Regions from separate parts of the Sus scrofa genome. Here region 1 is linked to region 2. The links are chromatin contacts, called in public Hi-C maps. All regions are on one chromosome and are shown on one strand. The core of a region is the stretch at or near the end of the contact, and the rest is flanking DNA. Distances in the headings are between cores, read along the strand shown.

Region 1 (6,573 bases), core at 3,736-6,235, 46 kb before region 2:
TGCCAATTGCCGGGCAAACAGTCCATGCATAACAGCACAGCAGGTGACAGGATCACGACCACATTTCTGTAGATTCCCTCAGCAAGGAGCACAAATGACAGATCATTTATTTCTTAGGCTCCTCAGACCCACAAGATGACAGGAAGCACAGACAGCAGATTCCTCTGTTGCTTGGCATCAACTCCAAACCAAACTACCTCCAGGCAGCTTTGCTCTGCAGCTGTACCCCAAGGGAAACAAAATGGAAAGTCCAGTAAAGACGGCATCACAGTTGATTCTACAAGATTGATTGTCTTCCTTTGTTTCCAGGGAGCCTCCGGCATTCTGCCAAGACTCAGCTCAGGCTGCAACTCAGCCTTGGCCACATGGCCAGTGTGGAAATGTACAGAGCTGTTCCCTGCACTAATGACCTCCCTTTTGCTAAAACCAGTGCGTGCGTTTTATTATTTTTTTAAGTTATCATGTTATTATAATTAATTTTCGTCTTTTTTTGTGTGTGTCTTTTTGCTATTTCTAGGGCCGCTCCCGCGGCATATGGAGGTTCCCAGGCTAGGGGTCGAATCGGAGCTGTAGCCACCGGCCTACGCCAGAGCCACAGCAACGCGGGATCCGAGCCGCGTCTGCAACCTACACCACAGCTCACGGCAACGCTGGATCCTTAACCCATTGAGCAAGGCCAGTAATCGAACCTGCAACCTCATGGTTCCTAGTTGGATTCGTTAACCACTGAGCCACGATGGGAACTCCCCTTCTTTTTTTTTTTAATGGCACACAACAGCATACAGAAGTTTCCAGGCTAGGGATCAAATCAGAGCTGCAGCACCACAGCTCACAGCAATGCCAGATCCTTGACCCACTGAGCAAGGCAAGGAATTGAACCCATGTCCTCATGGATATTAGTCAGGTTCATTACCACTGAGCCGCAATAGGAACTCTGACGCATATTTTAGTGTTCATCTTATTCTACCTCTCAGAGATAATTGACACAATGGACCTACTATCCTTTTTTTAAAAATAACTTTTAGGAGTTCCCTTGTGGCACAGTGCGTTAAGTGTCCAGCATTGTCACTGCAGTGGCCCAGGTCGCTGCTGCAGTATGGATTCAATCCCTGGCCCAGGAACTTCCATATGCCTTGGATGTGGTCCAAAACAAACAAACCCTTTTTGGTCATTGGTTAATAAGCATACATAAAAATGTGCAAAAAGGAGTTCCCCTCTGCGGCGCAGTGGGTTAAGGATTCAGTGTTGCCACAACTGTGGTGTAGCTCCCAGCTGCAGCTCAGATTTGATCCCTGGTCTGAGAACTTCCGTGTGCCAAGGGTGCAGCCGAAAAAGGAAAAAGACACGTACGGACATTATAAATGTACAGTTTCATAAATTGTCCCAAAGTGAACCCCACCCAGTTAAGAAACAGAAGATGAATAGGACTCAAAGGAGTTCCCTGGTGACACAGTGCGTTAAGTCTGGTGTCACTACTATGGCTCTGGTTACTGGTATGGCACAAGTTTGATCCCTGGCCCCAGAAATTTTTTATGCTGTGTGCACAGACAAAATATAAAAAAATTTTTTTTAATTAGCCAAACTCATAGAAACAGTAAAATGGGGAGAGTTGGAGGGATGCTGGTGGTTGGAAGAGGGTGAAATGGGGAGGTGACGGTCAGAGGTTACAGTTTCAGTTATACAAGAGAAATAAGTTCCAGAAATATACAGCATTGTACAGATAACAATACTGCACTGTACACTTGAAGTTGTCTAAGAGGATAAAACTTACATGTGTTCTTCACACATAAGTAATAATAATAAAGGGGCAGGAGGAAACGCTGGGAGGTGACGGACATGTTTATTTGTGGTAGTGGTGTTGGTTTCATGGCCGTACACTTGTCTGCAAACTCATCGAGTTGTATGCATTAAATATGCGCAAGTTTTTACATGTCAATCATAACTCAGTAAAGTGGAGTTGTAATAATAACAACAACAAAATTCACATGCCATGGGGTGGCCAAAAAAGAAAACAAAGCAAAAACAAAAACTAAACACACACCTGTTCTGATCCAGGAAATTCATTCCTAACCATTTAACAAAGAGAAATGAAAACATACACAAAAGACTTCTACATGAAAGTTCACAGCAGCTCTATTTATTTTTATTTTTTTTATTTTTTGTCTTTGTCTTTTTAGGGCCGAAACCAAGGCATATGGAGGTTCCCAGGCTAGGGGTTGAATCAGAGCTATAGCTGCCAGCCTATGCCACAGCCACAGCAATGCCAGATCCAAGCCACATCTGTCTGTTCTAGGACAAAATGGAAGAGATTGCTGACAGCCGGCAACAGCATGAAAGAATCACATTATGTGGAGCTGGACCCGAAGAGCATATACTATTTATCTTCATTTAGGTAAAGTTCCAGGAAAGCCAAAGCTAACCTGTACGGAAATTATGGCCTAAGCGTCCTGGGGAGCAGTGGGAGGTCTGACTAAACCCAGAGCCTGGAGTACACCAGGGGCTTATCTGCTGAGGGGGGCTGGGCAGCCTTTGGCATAAACGAGCCTGTTCAAGGCTGAGCTCTTCCCTCACTGTGCTCACAGGCAGAGAGGTTCTGACGGACCCAGCCTGGGTCAGGGTCCTACAGTCCAGGCCATCAGTCCCTGATGCTGAGATCCTCTGAGCCACCACGTTCTCATCATAGGACACTGGAACAGATAACATGAGAGGGGCCAGCCACTTTGGTCTGGACGTCCACCAAGCCTTTTCCATACCCGTGCCTGTCTGATGCTTTGGCCTCTTTCCCGCTTCAGCTGGACAGCTTTCACTCATCACAGTATTTTGCAAGTTCCCCTATGTCCTAGCATGCCAGTACTCCACTCTTCTTTGTTGCTGAATGCTGTTCCATTGAGGGGATAGAACACAATATGCTCATGCATTTGCCAGCTGATGTACATTTGTGTTTTTATATCTTTGGTTATTATGAATAATGTTGCTAAGATTTTTATGCAAGATTTTGTATGAACATATCTTCATTTTTCTTGTGCATATAACCAGGGATGGAATTGCTGGGCTATATAAATATTTCCAAGTTTTTTAAAAGTTAAAAATTTTTTTTCCCATTATAGCTGGTTTACAGTGTTCTGTCAATTTTCTACTGTACAGCAAGGTGACTCAATTACACATACATGTATACATTCTTTTTTCTCCCATTATCCTGCTCCATCATAAGTGACTAGACATAGTTCCCAATGCTACAGAGCAGGATCTCATTGCTCATCCATTCCAAAGGCAACGGTTTGTGTCTATTGACCCCAGACTCCCAGTCCATCCCACTCCCTCCTCCTCCCCCTTGGCAACCCCAAGTCTGTTCTCCATGTCCATGATTTTCTTTCCTGTGGAGAGGTTTGTTTGTGTCGTATATTAGATTCCAGATATAAGTGAGATCATATGGTATTTGCCTTTCTCTTTCTGACTTACCTCACTCAGTATGAGTCTCTAGTTCCATCCATGTTGCTACAAATGGCATTATTTTGTTCTTTTTTATGGCTGAGTAGTATTCCATTGTGTACATATACCACATCTTCTTAATCCATTCATCTGTCAATGGACATTTAGGTTGTTTCCATGTCTTGGCTATTGTGAACTTTTTTTTTTTTTTTTTTTGTCTTTTTGCCATTTCTTTGGGCCACTCCCACGGCATATGGAGGTTCCCAGGCTAGGGGTTGAATCGGAGCTGTAGCCCCCAGCCTATACCACAGCTCACGGCAACGCCAGATCGTCAACCCACTGAGCAAGGGCAGGGATCGAACCCACAACCTCATGGTTCCTAGTCGGATTCGTTAACCACAGCGCCATGACGGGAACTTTTTTTTTTTTATAGTGAACATTTTTAACCTTTTAAGATACTGCAAAACTCTTTTCCAGTGTAGCTGGACCACTCTCCCCTCCCACCAACCATGTAGAAGGGTTTCATTTTGTCCATGTCTTCCCAACACTTGTTATTTGTCTTAGTCTGTTTGGGGTACTATAATGAAATACTACAGATTGGGTGGGTAATAAACAACAGAAACTAACTTCGCACAATTTTGGAAACTGGAAGTGTGATATCAGGAGGCAGCATGGTCAGATTCTAGTGAAAGATAGCTACCGGGCTGCAGACTGCCGAATTCTGATGGTGTCTTCATACAGTGGAAAGAGCTAGTCAGCTCTCTGTCTCTTTCTCTCTCTTTTTTTTGTTCGTGTTGAAGTATATGGAAATTCCTGGGCCAGGGATCAAACTGGAGCCACAGCAATGACAATGCCAGATCCTTCACCCACTGACTCCTGTGGTCTCTTCTGAAGGGACACTAAGACCATGCATGAGGGCTCCCCTCCTGACCTGAGTGCCTCTCCAAGGCCTTATCTCCAAACACCATTACAGTGGGATTAGGGTTTCAACATAGGAATAAACATTCAGTTCAATGTGGGAACTCCTCACTGATTTCTTAAAACACCTCTTTACTGGCGTTCCCCGGTGGTGCAGCCCCAACGAATCCGACTAGTACCCATGAGGACGGCTGTTCTATCCCTGGCCTCACTCAATGGGTTAAGGATATGCGTTGCCCGTGAGCTGTGATGTAGGTCACAGACACAGCTACATTCCGCGTTGCTATGGCTGTGGTGTAGGTCTGCTATAGCTTCAATTCGACCGCTAGCCTGGGAACCTCCATATGCCGAGGGTGCCGCCCTAAAAAAGCAAAAAAAACCAAAAAACCCCAAACCCCACCACCTTATTGAGACGAATGCACACCCTATTCAATTCAGTCATTCAAAGCGTACAGCAGAGAGGCGAGGTACGCTCACAATCACCGTGCAGCCGCCCCCCCAGGCCACGGCCGTGCTCTTCCCCTCTCCCGCCGCCACCAGACACGCAGAGAAGGGCGGAAGCGCGCCTTGCCCACCGGGATCCCCAGGAGGAACCCGGAGGCCTAGGCCCCGCCCTTCCGGCCGCGGGTCCCGGGGGCGGGGCCACCCGCCGGTCTAGAGCCGCCCGGAAGTGCCTCCGGGTCGCTTCCGGAAGCCGGGCCTCCCTGCCGCTCTTTGCTCTGCACCGCTCGCCAGGTGTGTGGGAGGCGCGGGCGGCGGGACTGGGAGTGGGTGGCCCTGCCGCGCGGGGCGGCGGACTCGTGCAGGTCCCTTGGCCGCCGGACGCTCTGGAGGCAATCGGCCTGTCCGGCAGGTCGGGGCGGGACCCGAGCGCGCTGACCGCGGCCGGGGCGCGGCGGCTCGGGCGCGCTTGGGTGGCCGCCCAGGCGCGCTCCTTCCTCCAGGCCGGCGGCGGGGCAAGGGTCGGCTGAGGGTAGCGGGCTGGCCTCCGGGGAGCCGGGCCTGAGCGTCAGGTGGCGGGCAGTAAAATGCTCTCCCGATCCTGGCCGGGTCCCCAGGGAGAACCCTCGCGTTCTGGCACTGGGCGGTAGTTGACAGCCAGCATTAGGGGCCTGGCCTTCCGGTGGGAGTGGGCTGCGGCGAAGCCAGTGGAGAGTTCCCTGTGCCCCCGAGCTCCGCCCCCGGCCCCCCAGGCCCCCTTTCCGCTGCGCTGTGAGGACCAAGGGCTGTGATGGGCTTGTGACCGCCCTCCTCCAGCACCCAGGCGATTATTATGGGCGGTGCTCTCGTGCATAGGCACGTGTTGGAGTTGGTCACTGAGACGAGCTCTTCCTTCAGGGACTGCACCTAAAGTTTGTTGTCACACGCCCCTCAGCCCCTCCTACCCTGGGGGTCGCCGTCTGGTCCCCTCATGCTGTGGTGAAAACAGCAGGGACTTCTGAGTAGATGAGCCTGGGTTCTAGTCCTTGACTCGGGCATTTGTTTGAGCCTAGATTTCCTCGTTGGTAGGTTGAGAACAATAACCTGCTCTTGCAGAGTCGTGAGGCTCGCAGGTGGAATAGTTAGTAGACTGGTCCTGGAGTCATCTGTGGTAGCGGCAGTGGCTTTTGTGTCATTGTATTCTCTGGAAACCCCCCCCCCCCACACACACACACCTTTTTTCGGCTGCCCTCTGGGTATGGAGTTCCCCGGGCAGGGATCAGATCTGAGCCACATCAGTTTGACCGCAGCTGCAACAACCCGGATCCTTTAACCCACCGTGTCGGACTGGGTGAGGATAGACTCTTCATTCTGGCGCTTAAGAGACGCCGCCCATCCCGTGGAGCCACAGCAGGAACTCCTTTCTGGACCTTTTTTCTCCTTCATTCTTTCATCTGTTATTTATTTGAACTTATGCGTGCTCCCCTGTGGTTCGGTTCTCTTGCTTGTCTCCTGCCGACGTCTGATGTCAGCATTAGGCAGGTGGAGAGCATATTGGTCCTCATTTGCTGGCCCAAAGGCCATGGGAGTCACTGGGCTTCTCTCCCACACCTCTTTCCAGGCACTTGCAGCTGGGAGCTCTCCTCTGGGCTGGCTGATCAAAGAGCAGGAAGCAGCGATGTCTGCTGTGGGTTCTGCAGCTCCATACCTGCATCACCCTGCTGACAGTCACAGTGGCCGGGTGAGTTTCCTGGGGACCCAGCTGCCCCCAGAGGTGGCATCCATGCTGCGGCTCCTGGGAGACCT
Region 2 (7,124 bases), core at 1,087-3,586:
TTGCTTATTGTGCTTTTTGCTAATACCCTCGAATGTATGTGACAGGCCGGGTCCTTTTTTTTGTTTGTTTGTTTGTTTTTCTAGGGCTGCTTCCGCGGCATATGGAGGTTCCCAGGCTAGGGGTCTAATCGGAGCTGTAGCCACCAGCCTAGGCCAGGGCCACAGCAACGCCGGATCCTTAACCCACTGAGCAAGGGCAGGGATCGAACCTGCAACCTCATGGTTCCTAGTTGGAATCCTTAACTACTGTGCCACAACGGAAACTCGGCCCGGTCCTCTTTGATGGTGTGCTCACAGAACCAGCAAAGTGATGGCTGAGATGTGGCAGGCCAGGTTAGGTGCCCTGTTTGGGGTGGGGAGGCCATTCCTGTCGAACCTGCGTCGAGATAGGCATTCCAGAGGATATGAAGGAGGCCCTGGTTTATCCTATGGAGCCTGAAGAAACTTAACAGCTGACAGACAAGGGAACTTACTGCTTGGTTTTGAGGCTGCCTGGAGCATGTGATCCCCTTGGGGGATGGGGAACTGGCAAGGACCCAACAGGGGAAGTCTCCACCTGATGGAAGGTCCCCCCCAGTGCTGGGCAGGGTGTGGTAATCTGAGGTGCGTGGTCTTCAACAGGTGTGGTGGCTGGAGGTGGCCGCATTGACAAGCCCATTCTGAAGGCCGGCCGTGCCTATCACAAGTATAAGGCCAAGAGGAATTGCTGGCCACGCGTGCGGGGTGTGGCCATGAACGTAAGTTGCCCAGAAGTGGTTGTGGGGGGGTATTCATGTACAGGGGCTGTTGGACTGGGCAGGTTCCTTCCTGCAGTGTCCTTTTCCTTCTGCTGGGGGATTGTGGTGTGAGACACTGGGTGTTCGGTGAGCACAGGCCAGTTGATCCTGTCTTTCCTCAAGCCCTTCTGAGGTAGGTTGAGGCCTCTCCCACTTTAACACCACTTCTCTCTTCCTGCAGCCTGTGGAGCATCCCTTTGGAGGTGGCAACCACCAGCACATTGGCAAACCCTCTACCATCCGCAGAGATGCCCCTGCTGGCCGGAAAGTGGGTCTCATTGCTGCTCGCCGGACAGGGCGTCTCCGAGGAACCAAGACTGTGCAGGAGAAAGAGAACTAGGGGCTGGGGGCTCAATAAAGCTTGTCCTTTTCACAACCAAGCCGCACTCTCCTGTGGTTTCCGAGGGAGGGTTATGCTGCTAGGAGGACAGCCGTGGTGTTCCTGGTAGAGGGAGGAGGAAGATGGAGCAGATGCACCAGTGAACAGTGGAAGCCCATCCCCACTTGGCATGCTGAGTAGAGAAGCCTCCTCACAAGGACTGTAACCCTTTGTTTTGAGCACTTGGAGAATCTGGATGAGTGTGGGTGCTATTGGGTGGACAGCAGTACTATTTGGAAGCCACAGGCTGGAGAGCAGGGTGCCTGCTTGCCATGAAGGACCAGGCTAGTTGCTCAGAACAGATGGGCTTCCTTTTTGGCAGTTGTTACCAGCACCTTGTCGCAGACTGACAGGCTGGTCAAAGCTGATAGACCCAGGGGCCTCAAGCTGGGAGTGAAGGTCTATGAGATCCTCAGGACCAGGACACTTGCTTCCTGGGAACCAGACGGAGCCCCCCCAGCCCAGTGTTTCCCTTAAGCCACCGTGCCTGACTGACCACTGGAGTGTGGGTGGTTTGGAAGCAGACTGGGTGGAAGGGCACTGCCTGGAGTCTGGCAGCCACCATGCATGAGAACTGGTCACCCTTGCTGCTCTGAGGGCTGTGTGGCAGGGTCCCCCCTTGGTGATAGGGCCTACCTAGATGCCAGGTGGCTTCCTATACGCATGGCCCAACCTCATTTCTGGTCTTGCTTTCTGGAGACCTCACCCCCCCTGGGCAACTCATCACACTTAGTGACCCAGGAAGGCTAGGACCTTGGTCATGGTAAGAGGAGGGCAGTGTTTCTTCCTGCAGAAAAGAGCACCTGCCATGGTTCTTTAGACTATAATCTGCTTGCTTTACTGTTCCCCTTCTGGGTGAAGTGGCCTTGAGGCGTTTCCAGGTGGCTGGCCGAAGGGAAGGGTTTGTCCCAGGAGCACTCAGGCACGCTGCAAATCCTTTTCTGGTAATAGAGTGGACCCTGGGCCCTGTTTACAGGGGTTGGGGCTGGGACAGTGGGTTAAACTCTAAAATGGACTACGTTGACCAGTAAGCATCCTCTTCGCTTTCTGGGTGATCTCAGGGCTCTGAGGGTGTATGTTCCGCCTACTGTAAAGGAAAGAACTGATCTTTGGGGTGCAACGCCTTGAGCAGCCGGCCACCGAGACGTGGCGTCCGATTTCCAGAGCGGCAGGGGGCGGAGCAGGCCACGTCACTTCCGGCGGGGCTTCGCCGGCGGGTCTGGACCAGCCCGCGGGATCCACTAGGGCGGCCGCGGTTGGGCGGCGCTGAGGTGAGTGTGGGGAGGATGCTGCGGGGGCGGCGGCGGCCGCGGGGCTTCCCCGGCGCGGAGCGCGGATCCCCGAGACCTGCGCGCTACTCGGCGCCAGGCCGGGGTCTTTCCTCGCCGGGCCCGTTTCCCGCCGAAGGTCTCCATCACTGGTCCAGGCCGGTCCCGGGGCCTCCCCGCCTGACTCCTCTCCCGGGGGGGCCCCCCCGGGCTCCTTCTGCGTCCCGAGGTTCCTGAGACCGTCCTGCCGAAGGTAACAGGCCCGGTGGGCCGGGCCCTTCCCTCGCACTCGGGTCCCACTCTGCTGTCACACCCGCTCCACCCCGATCTATTCCTGCTGCTGCCTGTGTCGCTCGCCGTCAGTCTGCACGCTTCCCGCACGGCCCCGCCGCGGCCCGCCCCTACCCCGCCTTTAGCCGCCCTTCCCCCTGGATGTAGTTCCTTCCATCTGCTCCTCTTCTGCTTGTGGCTCTGAGGCATTTCTCCCAGTGACCAAAATTGTTTCCCTTCTTAGAGATTTTTATTCAAGATCTGACACCTTTTCATTGGCCCCATGGTTTGGTGCTTTTAATATGTAGCTTTAAAAAAATCTTTTCAATAAAACTTTAGAAATAAAATACAGAGAATGGATTAGCAAACACCAGAGATTGTTTCGCTGGGATTGTAAATTCCTTCTTTTTTTAATTTTTTTTATTTTAAGGGAACTGTTAAAATTACTCTTAGAGGAGTTCCCGTCATGGCGCAGTGGTTAACGAATCCGACTAGGAACCATGAGGTTGCGGGTTCGGTCCCTGCCCTTGCTCAGTGGGTTAACGATCCGGCGTTGCCGTGAGCTGTGGTGTAGGTTGCAGACGCGGCTCGGATCCCACGTTGCTGTGGCTCTGGCGTAGGCCGGTGGCTACAGCTCCGATTCAACCGCTAGCCTGGGAACCTCCGTATGCCGCGGGAGCGGCCCAAGAAATAGCAACAACAACAACAACAACAAGAGACCAAAAGACAAAAATAAATAAATAAATAAATAAAATAAAATTACTCTTAGAATCTTACCTAGCTTTCTCAGGCAGTGTCTATTTTGAACATTATCCTTACACCTTTTTTAAGTTTTATTGAGATAAAATTGTATTTAAGGTGTACAACTTGATTTTCAAATTTTATTTATTTTTTTACAGCTTGATTTTAATGTACGTGAACATTGTGAAATTATTACCATATTCAACCTAATTAACCTTCCATCATCTCACATAGGTACCATTTTCTTTGTTTCTTTGTTGTGAGTTCACTAAAGGTCTTTCCTCTTAGCAAATTTCAAAGTATACAGTGCAACATAAAGCGTAGCCCCCAGGCTGTACCTTAGATCTCTAGAATTTATTCATCTTGCATAATTGAAAGTTTGTATTCTGACCAACATCTCTCCATTTTCCCCAACCCCCAAACCCTGGCAACCACCACTCTACTCTGCTTCTATGATTTATTTAGACTATTATATTTTTATTTGTTTTTTTTGGCAGCCGCACCGAGGCACATGGAAGTTCCCAGGTCAGGGACTGAATACCAGCTGTAGCTGTGACCTACATCCCAGCTGTGGCAATGCTGGATTCTTTTTTTTTTTTTTTTTTTTTTGTCTTTTTGCCATTTCTTGGGCCGCTCCCTCGGCATATGGAGGTTCCCAGGCTAGGGGTCTAATTGGAGCTGTAGCCGCCTGGCCTATGCTAGAGCCACAGCAACGCGGGATCCAAGCCGCATCTGCATCCTACACCACAGCTCAGGGCATCACCGGATCCTTAACCCACTGAGCAAGGCCAGGGATCAAACCTGCAGCCTCATGGTTCCTAGTCGGATTCATTAACCACTGAGCCATGACAGGAACTCCAATGCTGGATTCTTTAACCTGTGCCTCTGCAGCAACCTGAGCCACTGCAGTCAGATTCTTAATCCACTGCACCTCAGTGGGAACTCCTGATTTGGACTATTTTAGATTCCACATATAAAAAGAACCATGCAGTGTTTGTCTGTGTCTGGCTTATTTCACCTAGCATGAGGCCCTCCTGGTTCATCTGTGTTGGTAAAGTGGCAGGATTTCATTCTTTTTAGAATGAGTGAATAATAACTGCTTTGTGTGTGTACCGCCCATTTTCTTTAACCCTTCATCCATGTGCAGAGACTTGGGTTGTTGACAGATCTTGGCTGTTTTGAATGAGGGAGCGGTGAACATGGGTTGCAGAACTCTCGCTGAGCTTCACATTTTCCTTCTTTGGATATATACTCAGAAGTAAGATTGCTGGATCATATGGTAGTTCCATTTTTTATATTTTGATGAATCTCCCTAGTGTTTTCCGTAGTTGCTGCAGCAATTTACATTTCCACAAACTGCGCAGAGGTTCCTTTTTCTCCACATCCCCACCAAGGTTTATTCTCTTTAGCTTTTTGATAATAGCCATGTCTAACAATGGCTGGTATCTCACTCTGGTTTTGATTTGCATTTCCCTGATGATGAGTGATGTTGAGTGCCTGAGCATGTAGCTCTTGTTTGTATGTCTTTTTTGGAGAAATCTGTATATTTGTCCCCCTCTTTTTATTTTTGGCTATGTGGGAGTTCCTGGGCCAAGGATCAGACCTGTACCACAGCAGCGACAATGCCAGATCCTCAACTTGCTGAGCCCGCAGGGAACTCTGCATATTATTTTGTTATAGCAGCTATAAGCATTTTTAAGAAACATCTAGGCCATATTTTTGTGCCATAGAAAGCAGGGTCAAATTGTATTTCCCTGTGGAAAATCAGTTGTGCCAGCTCCACTTATGGAATATGGTGTGTTGCTGTTCAGGTCGCAAGTATGTTATTAATACATGCATGGATCTGTTCCATATCTTCTTTCCTGCAGCATAGGTTGCACCTGCAGCTTGGCTCTGATCCCTGGCCCAGGAACTCAGTATGCTGCAGGATAGCCAAAAATAAAGTGGAGGAAAAATCCAAGAGGTTCCAAAAAGCAAAACTTTAATTTGATACACTTGGCAACATAGTATTTTCATTGTATCTACAACTATTTGTGTAGCTTTTTTTTTTTTTGCCTTTTTTAGGGTGGCTTCCTGCAGCATATGGAGGTTTCCAGGCTAGGGGTCTAATCGGAGCTGTAGGTGCCGGCCTACGCCAGAGCCACAGCAACACCGGATCCGAGCTGAGTCTGCAGCCTACACCACAGCTCACGGCCACCCTGAATCCTTAACCCACTGAGCAAGGCCAGGGATCAAACCTGCAACCTCATGATTCCTAGTCAGATTCGTTAACCACTGTGCCACTACGGGAACTCCTATTTATGTAGTTTTTACATTGTATTTACTTTGTATTAGATGTGATAAGTAATCCAGAGGTGATTTGAAGAATATGGGAGGAGTTCAGTTGTGGCTCGGCGGTAAGGAACCCAACCAGTATCGATGAGGATGTGGGTTTGATTCCTGCCCCAGTTCAGTGGGTTAAGGATCCTGTGTTGTCATGAGCTGTGGTGTAGGTTGCAGACACAGCTTGGATCTGGCGTTGCTGTGGCTGTGGTGTAGGCCAGCAACTGCAGCTCTGATTCATTCCCTAGCATGGGAACTTCCATATGCCGTGGGTGCCACCCCACCCCCAAATTAAAGTATATGGGAGATTAGGGAGGCTGTGTGTGCATTATATGCAAGAACTATGCCATTGTATATAAGGGACTTGAGCATTTTTGAATTTTGGTAGCCAAGGTGGGTGTCCTGGAGTCATGTCTACTACTACTACTACTGTCTACTACTACTAACCCCAACCCTAACCCTTGATATCTGGCAGGCTATGCCTCTGCTTTAGTCTTTCATTTTTTTGGCTGCATCTGCAGCATGTGGAAGTTCCCAGGCCAGAGGTTGAACCCATGCCATGGTTATGACCTGTGCCACAGCTGTGGCAATGCCAGATCTTTAACCTGCTGTACCACATGGGATCTTTCTAACTTAGTTCTTTTTGGCATTGCACTGGTTAATCTTGGATCATTACTCTTGTGATATTTAGGGTCATTTTGGTCAGATTTCATGATGTGGCTGTTTTTTTGTTGTTGTTGTTTCTGTTTTTTTGGTTGCACCTGCAGCATGTGGAAGTTCCTGGGCCAGGGATCGAACCTGAGCAACAGCAGTGACAATGCAGGATCCTTAACTGCTAGGCCACCTGGGAGCTCCGCAGTTTTGATTGTATAGAATTAATGGATTTATCTGAGGAGAATTGACATTTTTGTGATACTGAATCCTTCTGTTTATCAACTTTGTTTCTCCCTAGGTTTTTTTGTTTTTTGTTTTTTGTTTTAATTTTTAGGGCCGCACCTGTGGCATAGTCCCAGGCCGTTCCCAGGCCAGGGGCTGAATCGGAGCTACAGCTGCTGGCCTGCACCAGAGCCGCAGCCAACATGGAATCTGAGCCAGGGTCTGTGACCTACAGCACAGTTCATGGCAACGTGGGCTCCCTGACCCAATGTGTGAGGCCAGGGATCGAAACCGCATCCTCATGGATACTAGTCGGATTCGTTTATGCTGAGCCACAACAGGGACTTCTCTCCATAGGTTTTAGTGTCTTTCAATAAAGTTTGATCATTTTATCCATAAATTACACGTGTTTTGTTAGACCCTTTTTAGATGCTGTATGGTGTCGGTAGCTGTTGTGAATGTCATTTTTTGGTTGCTGGGGTGGTGTTAATT

The links. Hi-C and Micro-C count contacts between places; a contact is called where the count stands out from the background.
Region 1: a contact with region 2 is called in a Hi-C map of skeletal muscle, with 4 times the contacts expected there. The contact joins the promoter of COMMD5 here to the promoter of ZNF34 in region 2. A contact is called at or near these places in 2 of 47 Hi-C or Micro-C datasets (liver and skeletal muscle) and 2 of 2 datasets of contacts at active chromatin or transcription factors (alveolar macrophages and skeletal muscle).

The regions. Positions count from the first base shown.
Region 1 is chr4:179,254-185,826 of Sscrofa11.1, reverse strand. It overlaps COMMD5 (COMM domain-containing protein 5), which reads left to right and starts at 4,985. Exons shown (of 2, transcript XM_003125430.5): 1 at 4,985-5,082; 2 at 6,389-6,573. The coding sequence starts at 6,446. LOC102158405 (a long non-coding RNA gene) reads left to right here. Exons shown (of 3, transcript XR_002343681.1): 1 at 1-429; 2 at 2,294-2,392; 3 at 2,583-3,143.
Region 2 is chr4:130,137-137,260 of Sscrofa11.1, reverse strand. ZNF34 (zinc finger protein 34) reads left to right here and starts at 2,336. Exons shown (of 5, transcript XM_003125455.6): 1 at 2,336-2,426. It overlaps RPL8 (60S ribosomal protein L8), which reads left to right. Exons shown (of 6, transcript XM_005655297.3): 5 at 622-737; 6 at 958-1,156. The coding sequence ends at 1,116.